Regions from separate parts of the Mus musculus genome. Here region 2 is linked to region 1. The links are chromatin contacts, called in public Hi-C maps. All regions are on one chromosome and are shown on one strand. Each heading gives the region's core, a stretch centred on a gene start, on an enhancer-like site or on the middle of the called end of the contact. The rest is flanking DNA. Distances are from core to core; before and after follow the strand shown. Region 1 has its middle 7.6 kb from the start of Gm33200. Region 2 overlaps Sfxn5 (sideroflexin 5).

Region 1 (6,903 bases), core at 3,299-5,798:
AACCAACCCTGGAGGGGGAAGCTGATCCTGGAACAGGGTGGAAATTGAGAAAGGGGCTGAACTTATGGGAGTGGCGTTCAAGGGGAACTTAGAAGCACTAGGAAGGGGACTGGGATTTCCTGCTGAGCCATGGCTCCCTGGCTATTCGTCACTTTTTTCACCCAAACACGAGTGGATGCTGGCCTGAACTTCCACTGTCCAAAGCCAAGGATAGGCTCCGCCCCACGCTGGTTAGGTAGCAGCCCATGAAGTTGAGCTCCAGACAAAGAGTGTGGCAGGCTGGGAAGCGCTGTGTGCGTGCTGACCGGGGCCTCCTGGGGCTTTTGTCCCGCCCTGGCCCCGCAGCTAGCCCGGTTGCAGTTACCGGGTTCGGTGATGCTCCTAAACGCACGCTGTGAGTTCGTGCTGTGGCAACTGAAGGAGGAGCTGGGCTCGCAGCAGCCGGGCCTGCACCCGCTCCACACACCACTCTGGCAGCTGCGGGCACCGAGGCCGGCATGCAGCGGTTGCCTCTGAGCGCGATGCTGAGCTCCCGAGGCCCGAGGGGCTGCAGCGCCTGCTGCTCATCAACAACGCAGGTGAGACTCCGGTCCAGACCCCGGCTGCGAGCTCTCACCTCATCGCCTTTTGGGTAAGAGGAGGGCAAGTTCGCAAAAGTCCAAAGTCCAAGAGGGTGTACCAGTGTCACTGATGAGTGACAGTGCCTCCTGGCGGGTGTGTGAGTCAAGACTTTTTGAACAAATCTCTCTGCTTTACTAAAGAGCATTCAGGAGTAGTCTTAGCTTGCATTAGGGGTGTCTGCAGAGCTGGGGCAGAGGGATAGCAAACGCCTATGGGGAGGAACTGAGGAAGGCTGAGGAAGAAGAGCGCCCCAGTTGTGCCATTTCTTTGGTCCTGTTTTTTTTTTGTTGTTGTTGTTTGTTTTTGTTTTTGTTTTTCAGCCACTCTTGGGGATGTTTCCAAAGGCTTCCTCAACGTGAATGACCTAGCTGAGGTGAACAACTACTGGGCTCTGAACCTGACCTCCATGTTCTGTTTGACCTCCGGCACCTTGAATGCCTTCCGGGATAGCCCTGGCCTGAGCAAGACTGTGGTTAACATCTCATCTCTGTGTGCCCTGCAGCCCTACAAGGGCTGGGGTCTGTACTGTGCGGGGAAGGCTGCCCGAGACATGCTCTACCAGGTCCTGGCTGCTGAGGAACTGAGTGTGCGGGTGCTGAGCTATGCTCCAGGTAGGTGGGTGCTCCTGACAGTGCTGTCCCTAGACTTAGCTGGTACCTTTCTGCCACACCACCTCCAATAGGATCTGTGTGACAAGTGCCACAGAGTGAGGAGATTGACCTCAAAATGGGGAGGCCTCCTGGAAGCCATTATGGAACTCTTTGCCGGAGAAAAAATTATTGAGCTGTAGTTCTCATGGTGATCTATCTGTTTTGTTTTTTCTTATTCCTTTTCTTATTTACATGTTCTGATAGCCTAGACCAAGATCTTAAGTGAGAATAATGGGTCAGAAACCATCCCTAGAGATAAGGTCACTACAGGACCTTATCCCCAGGGAAGCCAACACTTTACTTTGTAAATCATTTACAAAACTATGATGATAGATAAAAACTTTCCCAACAGCCGGGCGTGGTGGGGCATGCCTTTAATCCCAGCACTCAGGAGGCAGAGGGAGGCAGATTTCTGAGTTCGAGGCCAGCCTGGTCTACAAAGTGAGTTCCAGGACAGCCAGGGCTATACAGAGAAACCCTGTCTCAAAAAGAAACAACAACAACAACAACAACAAAAAAACCCCAACTTTCCCAACAGTAAAATTTCATATGTGTGTCATCAGAGGTGGGTTTTGGTATATGGTAAAGAAAGCCTTAATTAGAAAAAAATTAAAATAGTTTAAATTTACGTGTTGAAGATTTTTTTAAAAATGAGGCATTAGATGTTAAATAATAATTGACCATGGGGCTGGAGGGTTAGCTCAGCAGTTAAGAGCACTGACCATTAAAAATTTATTAACCTGCTCCTGGAAATATGCCACAAGCCTTGGACGACAGCCCCCACTGAATACATCCCTTTAGAACTGTTATATTTTGATGATTTATAATGATATTACCTGTTCTGTTTGTGATTCACTGAATACATAGTTTCAGAGTTGTAATGCTTGGATGATTTTTGTGCTTTATTGTGCTAAATGATTTTTGTTGATATTTGTGATTGTCTCACTGGATATAGTTTCGAAGCGATGTAATGTTTGGTTTTTTTTTTTTAATGTATAAAATCCCCTGCTCGAGAGCTGCAAAATACACCCAGAATCAAACTGCCTCTGTGTTTGTTTCTGTTTGTCACCACCGAATCCTTACCCACCCAGCTTCAAGGACCCTCATTCCAGGGACACCCATACACGACTGGGGTGGTCCATGGCACCTTTCTGGGGGCTGGGCAAGGAGGGGGAACCTGATCTATATTCTCAGTAAAGAATCCAAAAACTATTGGGCCCCTAACACCTCTGGTAATGACTCCTCACTTCGTAAGAAAAATACAGACTCCCAAGAAGTTGGAGCAGTCAGGGGCCGAGGTACTCAGCCTCAGGAGTTGTCCGATTAGCAGGTGGGATAAACATCCAGACACATAAAATGCATTAAGACTAAAACTAAAAAGACAAAATGCCTTTATATGTTCAGCTGTCTGCTTTTGTCCCTCAAGGGACACATACTGTTCCTCCATGTGTGCCCGACACCCAATAAAGCTGTATGGAGGATGGACACATGGAATGTTCAAAGACAAGCAAAGAGATAGTGGTGAGCACCTCAGGCTGAGCCGTGCTGGACGCTGAGTGGAATGCAGAGGGTGCTAGCATGGAGAAGACAGGGCCGCTGTTCTTATGGACATTTAGGGTACGAGGACTTCTGAGACCTTGTCTTGTCCCTCTAGCCTATTAAGATGCCACTGTGCCTTTCTTCTAAACTTGTGATTTCTGCTTAAAAGGTAGCAACATGTAATAGAATGAGCAGCTAAGGGGTGAGATCCAATTGTCTGTACCTCTTTGGACTAGGACAGGATTCTGGAGACACAGGCAAAATGGTCTGTCTAACGCTGGAGGGAGGCAGGACCAGGATCCAAGTTTGCCTCTAACTTCTTGATCTATACTATGTTTCCTCATCTCATGTAGCACCTGCCCTATGCACACATGCAAGATATTTCTTGTTCCAATATCCAGCTCACCTGCTCTGAGCTCAGCCTAGGCTCCTTCAGACAGCAGCGATCACGTGTAAACCACAGCCAGGAGGGGAGCCAGTTCCAGAAGGGCCCAGAGCTAAGTTAGCTCTCTGGAGGCTGCCTCAGTTTTCATGGAGGAACTGAGAACCTCCCCCAGAGCCTGGAGACAACAGGGCCAGCCTAGTTCTCATTTCAGTCTCTGGAAGAATCTTCTAACAGGTTACAAAGATGGAGATGTCTGTTAGGAAAGATAGCAAGCCTCTGCCCAGTGGTGCTCAAGGAGATAAAACGGGGCAAGGCAGAGCAGCTGAGAATTAAGCAGAAGTTCAAAGTCAGCCCTGAGTACACAGCAAGTTAGAGGCCAGCATGGGCTCCAAGAGAGTGTCTCAAAATACAAGAGAGCGAGAGGAACAGCGGAGGATCTGGCTGGAGGACATTCAAATGTTAGCCAAGTGCTCTTCCAGGCCTTGTGATTTTTCTGCCCCTAAAATGCCATTAAATTTTAGGAGGTTTCACAATCCCATAAGCAAACAGGAGACATTTTCCAGAAATGCAAGTAAAAGTGACAAAGCTTGTTAGAAAGTAGCAGTGAGTGAGTGCTTTGATAGCCACTTCACACCTTGCCCACATGGTGGTGCTATGAAAAGGACCCAGCTCTCATGAAAAGCCCTCTTGGCACTGTCCCTGTGGCCCTTGGCCTATTGTGGTACAGACTCAGGACCAACAGGCCTTCAGGAAAGGAGAGCCAGGATCCATGAAGGTCGTTGTACTGGCTAGTTTTGTGTCAACTTGACACAGCTGGAGTTATCACAGAGAAAGGAGCTTCAGTTGAGGAAATGCCCCCATGAGATCCAACTGTAAGACATTTTCTCAATTAGTGATCAAGGGGGAAAGGCCCCTTGTGGGTGGGACCATCTCTGGGCTGGTAGTCTTGGTTCTATAAGAGAGCAGGCTGAGCAAGCCAGGTTAGGCAAGCCAGTAAAGAACATCTCTCCATGACCTCTGCATCAGCTCCTGCTCCCTGACCTGCTTGAGTTCCATTCCTGACTTCCTTTGGTGATGAACAGCAGCATGGAAGTTTAAGCTGAATAAACCCTTTCCTCCCCAACTTGCTTCTTGGTCATGATGTTTGTGCAGGAATAGAAACCCTGACTAAGACAGTCATGCTGAGGGCTCTGGTTCTTGTGCAGTCCACAGTCATGGGTTGGACACTCAGTAGGACTGGTCTGCAGCCAGCCTCTTGGCACACTTGACAAGGGCCATACAGTCCCCAGGCATCAAAAACAAACAACAAAATGACAGCCCTGCTCTGCATCTGCTTGTTAAAAGAACCCGCCGACTCTCCTTGTGCCCAGCAGAGGGCGGACTGGGGCTGTGCAACGTGGAAAGGTGGGGCCTGTCCTTCCTTCAGGCTATGCCTCTATTGTGCAGGTCCTGCAGGATTCCCCAAGGTGGAAGGGGTTAGGTGACTTCTATCCCCTTTCCCAGTGGAGTCTCTGGAATGGTAATGGCTGAGCTCAGGCCCCTGGGTTGCTGCTTACAAGCTGTAACCCACAGCCAGTTGCTCTGTGCCTCTGAAAAGACTGATCATTATAGCACACTTAATTAAATCATAGCTCCCATCCCAAAGGGTCGTCATGAGTGCAGAGTAGGCTGGTGTTTTGTGTTTGGCACTGAATGCCCCAGGGTTGACAAAACCCAGTTGTTGCCTCTTTTATTTCTGGCAAGGCCTCTTGTAGCTAAGGCTGCCCTCAAACTGTAAAATGACCCTGAGCTACTGATCCTCCTGCGTCCACCCAAGGGCAGGGATTGTAGGCATGCACAACCATGCCTAGGTTTATGCAGTGGTGGGGATGGAGGCCAGTCCTTCATGCATGGGTAAACACTTCCAACTGAGCTACACTACCACCTCCACTACTGCCTTGTGACATCACACACAGCCTTCTCTCTAAGAGACCAGGTGCCCTGCCCTTGCTGCCCTGTAGCAAGATCTCTCACACACTGCTCTGCTCCTGTGTCAGCGTCTTCAAGGGGACCAAGGTTCCATCTGGATAGCTTCTCTCAGACCAGTAGGAGAACACATAAGATTCCAGAGCCTAGACATTCCCATGCTTGTCTTGAGCAGGTCCCCACCCTTCTCTGAACTTCTGTTTCCTCATGACAAAGAAATCCCTGTTCTGTTTCATTCCGGTTTTATTCTGCAAACCTCTGTTCCAGAACGGCCCTGCTGCATAGGGGATTGGTATTGTATTGTCTTCTGCAAGTAGGTGGGCTAATCTAGGGTGGCCTTCTGTTCTGGAGGCACACGAGTTCCTCCAAGGCCTCTTGCTTTTTCCAGGAGAAGTGGCAGTTAAGGGTGTGAAGCATCCAGCACCAACCCAAACCCTAGTGAGGTCACCCTGACTTTCTCTATGATAGATCAGCAGTTCAGGGAGGAGTACCGCCTGTCTCCACAAGGTGGCAGACTTTCTCACATCTTCTGAATGCAGAGGTTTCATGTCCTAAGAGCTTCCTTGTTCTATCCTCAGGGGTACCCAAAGGATTGAAGGAGGTCAGAAAGGAATAGAGTGACTCTTCTTAGGAGGTCCCATGGCCACCCTAGTGACCTGCAGCCAACTCTGCCCACTGGGATTTCTCCAGCATCAATTCCAGCCCATGATTCAGCTCATGTCTACAGTACAACTCTCAGAACTGGAACGTTTATGCTGGCTGCCAGGGCCTTAACCATCTGTCTCCTAGAGTTCATAGCCTGGCCTTAGTCAACCCACATGTTAACAATTAACCCATGCAAGCACATACATAAATACATGCCTGCACATGCACAGAGTCCAGCTGCAGGGGTGAGCAGGACTGTGGATTAGCCAAAAGGCAAACACGGCTTTTCTTTGTCTTTGTTGTCACTGAGCTGGGTCATTTTGGGTTTAATAGTCTGAGCTGAGGCCTAGAAGCTATGTCCTGAGGAGCTGGGGAGGGGGTGGGAGTGTTTTAGGCTTACCCCCATGGAACTGTGGTATCTCTACCCAGAAATGGAACCGGCTGGGCTCTGATTGGTCAGGAACTTCTCCCATGAATATGCCCACATGCCCCACAGCAAAGCAGGTGTGAGTTCTCATCAAACCTGGGGGTATCAGTGCCACCTAAACACCTGACTCCAGATCACTTTCCTAGGACATGATTCATCCCCCGAGTCTCCTGTCTCATGATAAGGACACTGGGGCCTTGGGACAGTGCCTTCTGGCTCCACCCAAATCATTCCCTGAAGACCATGGTCTTAACGTGCTAATGTGTGTCCAGCAATTTGGACTCACATGCCATGGGGGCACACCCCTGTGTGAACATGCTGGGAGAACCTAGCTGTGTCCTTCATTCAGACTGAGGGAGGTGAGCAGTGGGTCTCCCCAGTCACCAGAGAGGAGACACCCCAGGGTGACAGCTCTTCAATAGGAATTACATCTCAATGACCTGGTGTGCTATCAAGATGGGCATAGGACTAGAAGCTCCCTGATAGCATGCTGAATAACTGAGTGGAGAATCCCTCCAAGCCTTCCCCTGGGGCCCAGTGGAGGGAGGGGCTAAATGAGGGAGATTTGAATAGAGGAAGGGGAGGGGGTCATCCTTGCCCTGTTCACCTGTCTTCTTTCTGTAGTTTGGAGGCAGGGACTGGCTGGACTGGGCTTCTCTGAGACATCATAG
Region 2 (6,000 bases), core at 932-3,431, 120 kb after region 1:
TAAACAAATCTAGGGGGGGGGCAAGCATAAGGACCTGAGTTTGACACACACACCCCCAACCCCAGCACTAAAAAATGTTGGATGCATCAGCTTGGGTGTGTCATCCCATCGTTGAGGAGGAGACAGGAGGAGTCTGGGGCCCATTGGCCAGCCAGTCTAGACAACTGGTGAGCTCCAGGTTCAGGGAGAGACACTGTCTCAGAGTGAAACAAGGAAGACAGCTGATGTTGACCTCTGGCCTCCAAACGCATGAGTACACACCAGCACATGCATGTCCCCCCCACCCCCATCCCCCCCCACACACAAGATCTACCTATTGGCGGGGGGGTGAAACATTTTTGAGCTTCACCACAGGGTACCACCAAATTATCCCAATTGAGGAGAAAACGATAGGAATAACTATCCTCAGCGCCCACCCCATTACTGGGCTCTCCAATCAGGTCGAGGTTCAGTTCCTTTGCAGGTTCCCATCACCCTCTCCATCTCCTTACATCACCTCAGCTGGCTCCAGGTTGACAGTCTGGCTCCCAAGAACCGCCCTCAACAGCCAGAGGGCATTAGCAACCCTCACAGGGGAGAACCTGACTTTTGATACCTTCCCTTCCTTACCACCCCCATGCCACCCCACATCCTCAACGGTGCCTCTCACAGACCTGCCATAGCTGGGGCACCCAACAATTCGCTAGGTTTTTTTTCCTTGTGCTTTGCCTCCACCTTCTGATTCATATGGCCAAGGATCTGAAAAGCAACACTTTGGTGTGTCGGTGTCACTACTGTATAAAGCAGTGGCTCTCAGCCTTCCTAATGTCGCACCCTTCCATACACTTCCTCGGGTTGCAGTGACCCCCAACCATAAAATTATTTTCACTGCTACTTCCTAACTGCTGTAATTGTGCTACTGTTCTGAATCGTAATGTAAATATCTGTTTTCTGATGCACTTAGGTGACCCCTGTGAAGGGTCATTTGATTCCCCAAAGGTCTTATGACCTGACCTGTGGGTTTAAAGGCTGCAGGCGTCTCCAGAAGTGGCTTTTGTCAAGACTAACCCTGGTTAGTGGCGTCTGGCTTTAACTGGACTGACACCTCTCTCATGATATGGATGGGGCCAAAATGATCGTTATTTGTGGCTCTGGAGGTGGGCAGCGATGAGCTGGAATGAGGATTAGGAGACAGGAGAAAGTGGCTTGTGTTAAGAAGGACTCAGCATGTCTGTAAAGCCCTGGGACACGGACAAACCCTCAAACCTGATAGAAAGTAAACCCTCACCTCTCCATTACAGTAGCGATTCGGTGACCTCAAGAATACCTTCTGAGTCTTGGGGTTTCTATACTCATGGGGGCATCCAGAGCAATAAGAGAAAGCTGAGACTGTGTATGTAAGCCAAGCCTATACTGTCACAAGAAAGTTAGACTCTGTGGCCAGGAAGGTAGCTTAGTTGCTATAGTGCTTGTGTGGCACGCACAAAGCTCTGGGTTCCATGTGCAGCATTGCATGAACCCTGTGTGTCAATGCACACCGGAAATCCAAGCACTTGGGAGATGGAGCAGCAGAATCAGAAGTTCACAGGTCCTCAGTTACTTAGTGAGCTTAGACCAGGCTTTTTTCAAACAAACAAACAAATAAACAGGGCATCAGACCCACTGACTTGGGGCTCATGGTCTGCGTCCTTCATCCTTCTGAGATTTGAAACCTCCAGACTGGACGGAAGTGCAGAGATGAGAAGGGAGATACAAATGAACCCAGGAAGCACAGACCACGAGGCGCTGAGCTCCTGGCACGTGAGGCTGGCAGGGCACAGGAGGAAGAGTTGAACAGACCCCAGGGTAGAAAGTCCTGCCCCTTCTACTATGGGCTCATGGGAAGGACAGTGTGCCACATGACAGTGGGAAGCTGAGGAAAGAGGAATTGACTGGAGGAAGCACCCCCATGGTGGGGGCTTCTTAGAGGACCCTGAAAGGATGGAGACTGGGCCACAGCAGCCGCAGAAGTGGCCTGGACACCCTGGCTTAGCATCCGCGCTTCTGTACAAATTGGGATCTTTTTGCCACACACGAAAGTGGGGGAAAGTTCCCATCTTTAAATGTTAAGCTTAAAATAAGCCCCGACACGGGTGCCAGTGGATCTGTGAAATCTGCTGACTAAACTGGCACCCGTGCCTGTGAGAGAACCAGCTCGTCCCTCCGAGCCCTGGGGTAAGAGTGAGGTTACGCTCAGGGTAAGCAGGAGGGCATGGGGTCGAGCAGGGATGCTCGTGTAGGCAGGAGGCTGCTTGGATGTGACAATCTACAAACTTCTCAGCTGAGGCACCTGCCAGCCTTCCTCGCCCCTTCCCTTCATCACTCAGGGGCCCAGTTCCTAGCACATTCGCTGGCACCCTCGTTTCTATTTCGGTAAGCGTTTTCAGTGGCTTCTACTCGAGTATATTTCTTACTCACTCTGACCAGGGGCTTCATGAAGGTGTGGACTGGAACCTTCCAGCCCCTTTAGGACCAGTAACAAAGGAATGTTCAGGGATGTTTGTCAGGCAACAGCAGGACCTTAGAGGAGCTCCTGTGGCTGAAGGGAGCCAGGCTGCAAATGCTGGGGAACAGTCATGCTCCTTCCATATAAGGTGAGGTTTTAATCTGGTGGTGGCCGGAGTCAAGGGTGGGACCTGTAAACTGTCGCGTTGCTTGCCATGTCTGAGCACAGGGATGGATGGCTTTGGTTTTGCCATATCCTCAGGCTCAAGTGGAGACTCACCTCTGACCCACTGCTCTGAATCTTGGGACACGGCTCTCTGGGACTCAGAAGCAGGTCAGCTGCTGAGCTGTCTACTGGGAAATCATGTCTCAGCATGCTGCCTGTTCTGCTTCCGTGGGGAGACCACGCTGCTGCTCTGAGGTGTGCCGTCTCCACACTGTGTGCTAACTCAGAGACCCTTGGTCACGGGCTCTGAGGCCACTCAACACATCTGCTTTCACAGTGCCCAGCTCACAGCAAAGGAGATCAGCATCCAAAGCCTGGACACCGACAGGGCCACAGTTTCCTGAAACACTGGGTTTGTCTGGGGTGTGAGCGGGGCACCTCAGTAGCACTCTGCGGTTAAACCCTGTCTCAAAACATACAAAATCACCACAACGAAACAGAGCGAGGCTGACTTGTTAACTTATAAATCGGGACCTTTGTTTTGTTGATTTGTTCCGGGAGAGCAGTCACTGACTTGGCTAACAATCTATCTAGGCACTCAGTGGGTCCTGAGCCTGTATCCACCTGTGAGTGGCCAGCTCAGATGCCCAGGTCTCTGGTTTGATAATATTGCCAAATGATCTATCAACGTAAACGTTTATAAAATTATTATGTCAGAGCTGAAGAGATGGCTCAGTCAGTGCGGTGCTTGCCTTATAAGCATGAGGGCCTGGGTTCAAGCCCACCAGAACCCACTTTTAAAAAAGACACATGCTTGTCTCAGCACAGGGGGATTGGAAACAAGAGGATTCTTGGAGCTCACTAGCCAGCCTAGCCTGCTTGGTGAGTGCCCAGCCAGTGGGGGCCCCATGTCAAAAAACGAGAGGAATTACACCCAAGAACAACACTTGAGGTTGTCTTCTGACCTACACATACACACTCATATGCACACACACTGAGACACATGCGCAAACATAAAAATGACTCTGGTAGACCCTGATATGCCTACCTATTAACTATTCTACCCTTCTTTCTCATTCATAAAAATCTGTATGATTGAGAGTCAACTATATAATAGCTTAATTCCCCATGAAATGCCACTGTTATATGGGACTCCCAAGAAGATCCGCGGAAATAGATGACTCCATTGGGAGATATTTCATTCTTCCCTCTTTCTCCTCTCTGAAATGTGCATATGATATGATCGTTCCAGCAGCTATCATGTGAGCTTCGAGGTGACATGGACAATAGAAACAATCACTGACAATGAACGGTGACAGCAGAATGAACAGTGATAGCAGAATGAATGGTGACAGCAGAATGCCGGGTTCCTGATGGCCTTGGGCAGCTCTGACCACATCCAAGCTTCTTTGACATTCAAGAGAAATACCATTGTCTAAGCCACGATTACTCTGAATTTTCTATACTATGCAGATGATCCCACACATAACTGATAACAGTTATGCCACCACCACCACAAAAAGCCCAGGCACAATATGTTTTAAATGACATAATTACAGAGGTCATGGTCTCTGAAAATAAGATTAAGCTATAAAAATAATAACAACAATAAATTAACAGTATTTTAAAAGGAGTCATTTAATCACAGTAAGGGGCTGCAGAGGGCTCAGCAGTTAAGAGCAGGGGCTGCTCAGCAGGAACCTAAGTTTGGTTCCCAGCACCACACCAGGCAGCTCACAGACTCCTATAACTCCTGCTCCAGGGGATCCCACGCCTTCTTCTGGCATCTGCACATACCTGCACATACATGTGCAAATCCATACATAAGAACATAATTAAAAATAAAATAAATCCTGGTGCTGGAGATGTGGTTCAGTGGTTAAGAGCACACACCAGCATCTTAGTAAGTGGCTAACAATCACCTGTGCCCCCAGCTACAGGGAATTCTGAAAGTCTGACACCTCAGGCCTCTGTGGCCATCCAGACACATGATGCGCGCGCGCGCACACACACACACACACACACACACACACACACACACACACACTAAAAAAGAAACCTTTTTAAAAATCTCAACTAAGAAGGATTCAAAATTATATTTTCCAACTTATTTGGAAAACAATAGCATAGGGTTACATTATGTATCTATATACAAGACAATACACAATAGTGATATCTTCTAAAGGCACATACAGCTTAAATGCTTTCATTAGAAGGAAAGAATGAGCAATCAAAGGATTGCAGGCTGGGGCCTTAGAAGCATGGCTCAGTGGTAAAGGAGCTTGCAGCTGCCAAGACCCAGGGCCTGAGTTCGAACTTTGGAACCTAACTCATAGAAGGAGAGAAATTACTCCATCTGTGTACCATGCTGCAAACACACATTACCCACCCACCCTCCAAAAAAACCCAGTAATAAAAATACTTGCTTAAAGAATAACAGGCCAGAAATGTAGTTCAGTTAGTAGAGTATTTGGCTCGCATACACAAAACCTTGATTGCAGCCCCAGAAACACATGAACCGGCTGTGGCAATGCATGCCTCTATTTCAGAGCTCTGGAGTCAAAGGCACGAAGATCAGAAGCTCAAAGTCATCTTCAGCTACCTGGCCCACCTGAGCTACTATGATGGGCACTCTACCAACTGAAACCTACCTACCTACCTACCTTCCTCTCTCTCTCTCTCTTTCTTTTCTTTTTTCTTCCTTCCTTCCTTCCTTCCTTTCTCCCTTCCTTTCTTTCTTTCTCCCTTTCTTTTCTTTTCTTTTCTTTCCTTTTTCTTTTCTTTTTCTTCCTATTTCATTTTCTTTTTGAGATGTGATCTCACTGTGCTGACCTGGAGTGTACCCTAAGGACCTGCGCTTCTGTTTGTGTTGGTTGAATTCAAAGCTAAGAAGACGTTCATGTACTAATTATGTAAAAAAAATTTTTTTTGTTGTTTTTTTCAAAACAGGGTTTCTCTGTGTAGCCCTGGCTGTCCTGGAACTCACTCTGTCGATCAGGCTGGGCTCAAACTCAGAAATCCACCTGCCTCTGCCTCCCAAGTGCTGGGATCAAAGGCATGCGCCACCACGCCCTGCTTAAATATTTTATTTTTAAATTTTAATAATTATTAGGCAAAGGCTCACATATCTTAGGGCTTTGAACTCTATATAGCTGCAGCTGGCCCTAAACTTCTGATCTTCCCATCCCCATCTCCAAAATGCTGAGATTACAGGCATGTGCTACCATGCCCAGCATTAAAATATTCTTTATAAAAAAAAAAAAACTCTTGGTAGTATTTTTGAATCCCAAAGAACATATTCATATATTTCTTGTATAAAATATACATCTTTTTCCCTTTAATCCTAGAGATATTTTTGAACTCCAAAGATA

Evidence for each region. A called contact is a pair of places that touch in the nucleus more often than the background predicts.
Region 2: a contact with region 1 is called in a Hi-C map of cortical neurons, with 1.8 times the contacts expected there. The contact joins two enhancer-like sites. A contact is called at or near these places in 2 of 15 datasets of contacts at CTCF or cohesin (both in embryonic stem cells), 9 of 484 Hi-C or Micro-C datasets (cerebral cortex, cortical neurons, embryonic stem cells and 1 more) and 6 of 115 datasets of contacts at active chromatin or transcription factors (embryonic forebrain and embryonic stem cells).

Annotation. Positions count from the first base shown.
Region 1 is chr6:85,154,738-85,161,640 of GRCm38.p6, forward strand. It overlaps the pseudogene Spr-ps1. Among named protein-coding and RNA genes, the nearest start is that of Gm33200, 7.6 kb to the right of the region's middle. Within about 2 kb of position 4,549, at least 13 of the 459 cell types and tissues checked have an H3K27ac peak or open chromatin away from gene starts, as enhancers often do. A contact at or near this core is called in cortical neurons, where this site is marked.
Region 2 is chr6:85,278,885-85,284,884 of GRCm38.p6, forward strand. The region is part of intron 6 of Sfxn5 (sideroflexin 5); the gene reads right to left. Among named protein-coding and RNA genes, the nearest start is that of Sfxn5, 52 kb to the right of the region's middle. Within about 2 kb of position 2,182, at least 17 of the 459 cell types and tissues checked have an H3K27ac peak or open chromatin away from gene starts, as enhancers often do. A contact at or near this core is called in cortical neurons, where this site is marked.